Linked DNA regions of Mus musculus: region 1 is linked to region 2. A link is a contact called in public HiChIP or PLAC-seq data. All regions are on one chromosome and are shown on one strand. Each heading gives the region's core, a stretch centred on a gene start, on an enhancer-like site or on the middle of the called end of the contact. The rest is flanking DNA. Distances are from core to core; before and after follow the strand shown. Region 1 has its middle 8.8 kb from the start of Dpy19l1. Region 2 has its middle 46 kb from the start of Npsr1.

Region 1 (2,826 bases), core at 142-2,641, 460 kb after region 2:
TTGGTCACTCACTTCCTGTGGTCCCTCTGAACCACCCTCCCAGGATTTGAGATTCCTTTGTCTGCTTTTATTTTGTTCTCCTTTGAAAGTACATCTTGCTTACAAATACTCATTTCCCCAGGATTTGAAAGCTTCCTCTTCTCTTTTTTATGCCATTTTCCCCAGGCAATGTTCTGACTTTGTATTAGCAACATATGTTGACAGTGAAGTGTGTTGCAGAGGGCAGCTGTTTGCATAATGGCAGCCAGGTCATGGGAGAAAGGAGAGCCACTCAGGCCTGCAGCCCATGGGATCAGGCTAACAGACACTCTGGATATGTTTCCCCCTCAATTAATCTTTCTGTAAACACCCACACAAAACACCCTAACATGTACCTCAGTTTACTAGGGGATTCTAAATCTACTCATACTGACAATTAAGCTTAATAATCACATTCTTTGCTACACATATCTAAACCTATGCCCTCAATTCCCCTCTCTGACTTGCAGAGCCAAATACATCACTGCCCACTCAATACTTGTACTAGAACTTCCCCTGGTGCCGCAAATGCCCAAATCACAACCCATGTTTTCTCTAGTGTCTTCACCTGAGCATGTAAGCATTCCCCCAATCCAGGAAGTTATTCTTCCGTTTTGTAATTCCTCAAATTGATCAATCTATAATCCTAGGCATCTGGCCCATCAACATCTGTCATTTCTCTCCTATAATCTATCAAAACCTTCAAACACATCCAAAGTGGTCTCTGCATCTTCTCTGACTACCCTTCAATCTTCTGCATCATGTTTCCTAGCAACCAAGTTACTTCCTGGGCACAAAGTATACACTTTTGCTCTATCCTGCCTTCCACTGAAGTATACTCCCTTACCATAGGCCGACAGTAACACAACTAGCCAATCATGGACTGCAATCACTCAAACCATAAGCCAAAATGAATATTTCTCTTAAAAAGTTGGCTATCTTGGGCATTTGTTGTAATAATCTTACCAGTAATGAACAGTGCATATCTGTTTCGTAAGCATATGAGGTCTTGTTTGGCTGAAATCTGATACAGATTTGGAGTGAGTAGGCCACGACTGATGAAAGTTCTCCCACCTGAAACATTCACTATTCATTTCAAAATAGTCATTATTTTTAAGTAATCTAGCAGATATATTTTAAAGTTAAGGTGTTTAGAGATTTAGTAATTTTGCTTACTAAACAAGTATCCAGTTAAAGTAAGCTTGTGTGAGAGATACTGTTTTTCTGTCAGTTAACTAAATATGAAGGGGCAGCTGCAGATGATTCACTTCTACCTCCAGATGACCCAATCAACATACACACTGCTCAGTGAGGGAACACTTTGCTTTGCCTGCCAAGAAGCTCTGACTAAGTTTTGTAGCAAACAACAGGGAAGGGGAGAGTAGTGTGGAAGAGAACTGGTCTATTGAGAAGAGAACTCACTGCATCTACTATTGACGTCTGTCCCTGACCTGTGGCTATTGTGCATTGGAAATCAATGCTACTTCAGAAGATCCAAAGTACAAAGTATGGTGAAATCATGTGCTACTGGCCTTGACCTTGCTTGTGGAGCAGTAAAAAAAAAAACCATCGTAGGTTCCAACAGTCTTGGGAGTAATACTTTGTGTGACCTCTGAGCAGTCGTGAGAGGAACAGAAACCACCATTGCTACTGCTGTGAGACAAAATGAGCATTCAGACAGGGGACAGCAGTGTGTTCTTACAGTACAGTCAACAAAAGAAGCAGATGGGCCTAGATTCTATCCTTGGCCCTGGAACTGCACATGCTACAGGCTTCCAGCCATGCTTGAGGGCTATATGGTGGTGTCGGTGAGATGTCTGGAGATGAACACAGTAACTTAACTACACTTACAGCCCAGTGTCCTTCCAGACTCTTCTGAACTTCCTCCAGTTCTCAATTGCTTCAAGTGTGAAAGTCAGAGAAAGTCAAGTGGAGCCGCTGGATTCCTCTGATCGGATGGTACAGTGGTCTTTCCTGGTGATAGTTGAGTGTTGTGTCTTGCTTGGTGATACCAAGTTTATTTGCAGCTGCATCTAAAACAGTGTTGTGGGAAAGCTGACACACACACTGATCTGTGGTTCCCTTTGCATCTTGTTGTAGCTCTGAAATACACACAGACCTAAGTTTGTTCTCCTTTCTTCTCTCCCATGATGGAATATATACAACCAGGCCTCTAAGAAGTTACCTACAGGGTACTTTCAGTATTCTCTTCAAAGTTGAACCTTCAGTATTATTTTCTCCATGGGAGTCAAGTGTGCAAGGAGAGACTGAAGGAACCAGCCCTGGGGAGCACGCCAGACAGTCAGGGCAGACCCATCCACTGCTATGAAGCCCAGTCAAGCTGTAGAGGCTATGCAGGGAGATGATGAAACTTCCAAGAGTGAGAGGCCCAGTCTGCACATCTGTTTTCCTCATTGAACACTATAGGGATCTGACTGCATTGCTTTCGCTGGCCATGTTTGCCAGCTGTATGTGTTCTCAAAGCCCCTGACTCTATAAGATCGTTGGGAGAAAGATTCCAAGGAAAGGTAAGGAGGACAGAGAGCCCTGACAAGGACAGTAAAGGCAAAGAACACAGGCAGATAGAGAGGAGGAAGGGAGCCAGTTAGTGAGGATCAGTTCACTGGAAACTGGAACAGAGGTAACACAACTGTTTGGAGTCTCTCCCACAGCTAGTGTAGTGCCTCAAAGAAACTACCCTGGAGCCCCGTGACAAGCCACCTGCTGCAATCAGGCTGCTACCTCGCCTGTCTGCTCCAACTACAGTACAGAGTTACTCATCACAGTAAAGGCGAGTTTGCTCTTCCC
Region 2 (2,897 bases), core at 108-2,607:
TGGGTAAGGAAGTTTCTTTTGCAGTGATGTAGATGAGTGCAGATTCATAACTAAGAATCAGAGACATCAAAGGCTTCTATTACACAAAAAGAAAAGAGAAGAGAAGAGAAGAGAAGAGAAGAGAAGAGAAGAGAAGAGAAGAGAAGAGAGAGAAGAGAAAGAAGAGAAGAGAAGAGAAGAGAAAGAAGAGAAGAGAAGAGAAGAGAAGAGAAGAGAAGAGAAGAAAGAGAAGAGAAGAGAAAGAAGAGAAGAGAAGAGAAGAGAAGAGAAGAGAAGAGAAGAGAAGAAAGAGAAGAGAAGAGAAAGAAGAGAAGAGAAGAGAAGAGAAGAGAAGAGAAAGAAGAGAAGAGAAGAGAAGAGAAGAGAAGAGAAGAGAAGAGAAGAGAAGAGAAAGAAGAGAAGAGAAGAGAAGAGAAGAGAAGAGAAGAGAAAGAAGAGAAGAGAAGAGAAGAGAAGAGAAGAGAAGAGAGAGAAAAGAAAAGGAAAGAAAAGAGAAAAGAAAAAGTTTAAAAGGAAGCCATTGAAGAGAGTCCTTAAAATCATGATAGGGATGGAGACATGTAGCTCTTCACAGTTGTTGGCTTCTGGAGAGGTGTGGAGAATGACTCGGTTTTTTTTAAGGGGCTGGCCACTGGGATTTTGACCATGCTCCAGTTAGTATATGGGCAACACAATTTGGACTTGCTGTATTTAAGGGGTGTCAAAGGTAGGAGAGTGGACTAAGGAGGAATGGGAAGCAAGTGTGATTGAGGTGCATTTTGTGAAATTCCTAGATAATAATAATATCATGTTGGAAAAATGTCTACAGAAATACTGTTTACATGTTAAATATGAGCCTTAAATATTAAAAAAAAGTCAACGGAAACAAGGAGAAATAAAAGCAGTTAATTTCAGTAATAAATCTACTTATCCAAAATTTTAAAATATTTAGATAATAACATAAAAATCTTAAAGAAACTTTTTATATTAGATTTCCATAACAAGCTTTAAATGTGTATTATATACTCAAAACACTCAATTTGAGTGGGGTATCTTTTTCTTTAGAGTTATTGTTCTTGAGGTAGGAAGACCTTCAGTTGCAATGACAGTGTGGAGTATCAACATTACTCTCCAAGGACTTGGTGTCAAGACATTGGTGACTAAATTGCAGGTACTGAGGGAACATAGCTGCAGCCTACTCTTGGACCAATAGTTGGTGAAGAGCAACCCTCAGCAGAGCATTGCTTAGCAAGAGACCACATGATTACATATCACAGAGAATCAAAGGTCTTTCCCTTTTCTCCAAGCTAAACAACCTCCTGTTTGCTGTAAATAGGAACTTGGTTTGGCAGAACATGCTGTTAAGTCAATAATAGAAATGTCTCTTGCTTCACTCTAGATGGAGTGGAGTGATTTACCTCTGCTGGGCATGTAGGCAAAGTCTACTCTGTCCCCTAAGAAATAAAAAAAAAAAAGTCATCAATAGAGATTAGGCATTAAGGAGATCCACATGAAGTAATACATATCTGAACCTAAAAGATAGGGAAGGGCAGCTATTAGAAAAGTTGTGGGAAAAATATGCTCCAGACAGAGAAAGGTTGGGAGGTGAGCCTGAAGTGTAGAAACACAGATCGTGTGCTCTCAAAACAGCAAGAAGCTCAGGAAAGGTAATTAGGAGGAAAAGCTGTTGAAGTTAAAGGAGAATGTTGGAGTAGAAACAGGTCCTGTGTGCTTACAGATACATTAGAAAGCTGAGGCTTTTCCAATGGGGGCCCTGTGTTCCATCCAATAGATGACTGTGAACAAAGTACCCAAGGAGCTAAAGGTGTCTGCAACCCTATAGGAGGAACAACAATATGAACTAACCAGTACCCCCAGAGCTCATGTCTCTAACTGCATATGTAGCAGAAGATGGCCTAGTAGGACATCATCGGGAGGAGAGGCCCTTTGTCTTGCGAAGATTATATGCCCCAGTACAAGGGAATGGCTGGGCCAGGAAGCAGGAGTGAGTGGGTTGGGGAGCAGGGGAGGGTATAGGGGACTTTTTGGATAGCATTTGAAATGTAAATGAATAAAATATCTAATTTTAAAAAAAAGAGAGAAAGCTGAGGCTTTTCTCAAAGTGCAGTGGGATGATATATGCATTTGAAGAATGGACACTGTGACCTTGCTTCTGAGGAAAATGCTCACTCCAGCCTCTGTGCAGAGGGGTGAGGGGTAGGAAGGATCAGGAGTGGAAGACTAAGTGCGGCCTGCTTACTGTTTTGAGATCAGTTTTGAAGGTAAAACCCACAGTACTCAGGGTTGCATTCAGTATGTGGAGGTTTAAAAAAAACAATTGAATCTCTTTGCATTTGCCAAATAAGGCAGAAAAATGATGAAGTTAAAACATGAAAATAGGTTACTTTTAGAGGTAATTTGCTAATGTGTTTTATGATCTTCAAATAATAAGCCCATCTTTCTTTTATTTAAAAGAAAATTAAATGGAAAGAAAAAACAAATTATAAAGCTGAATGCAAGCAGAAGTGAACTTTCACACACATACACCTATTTATTTATATATTTAATTAATAACAACAGTTCATGAAAAGAGCTATTTCAAGCAAATTGTGAATCATAACTCTGGCTGTCCAGTGGAAATGTCTCATGCAGCATTTGGATATTGAGTGCCTCCAAATGTCTGAATGGCAAAGGTTTGGTCTCTAATTCCAGGCTGCCTAACCAACTTTTTTGGAGATGGAGCCATTAAGAATTCCTTACATCATGAGGATATGCTTTTTGAGAGATTGTGGGACCTCTGTCTCCTTGTCTTCATTCTCTATCAGCTGGTGTGGTGAGTGGCTTTACTATTCCACACTCTATCATAATATGCTGTCTCATCACAAGTCCAAAATCAGAACCCACTGATCGTGGACTAG

What was found. HiChIP or PLAC-seq counts read pairs in DNA pulled down with a chosen protein or histone mark.
Region 1: a contact with region 2 is called in an H3K27ac HiChIP or PLAC-seq map of hepatocytes, with 5 times the contacts expected there. The contact joins two enhancer-like sites. A contact is called at or near these places in 3 of 39 promoter capture datasets (the 3T3-L1 cell line and liver), 2 of 484 Hi-C or Micro-C datasets (both in liver) and 4 of 115 datasets of contacts at active chromatin or transcription factors (bone marrow-derived macrophages, embryonic forebrain, embryonic stem cells and 1 more).

The regions. Positions count from the first base shown.
Region 1 is chr9:24,510,555-24,513,380 of GRCm38.p6, forward strand. No RefSeq gene overlaps it. Among named protein-coding and RNA genes, the nearest start is that of Dpy19l1, 8.8 kb to the left of the region's middle. Within about 2 kb of position 1,392, at least 38 of the 459 cell types and tissues checked have an H3K27ac peak or open chromatin away from gene starts, as enhancers often do. A contact at or near this core is called in hepatocytes, where this site is marked.
Region 2 is chr9:24,050,419-24,053,315 of GRCm38.p6, forward strand. No RefSeq gene overlaps it. Among named protein-coding and RNA genes, the nearest start is that of Npsr1, 46 kb to the right of the region's middle. Within about 2 kb of position 1,358, at least 2 of the 459 cell types and tissues checked have an H3K27ac peak or open chromatin away from gene starts, as enhancers often do. A contact at or near this core is called in hepatocytes, where this site is marked.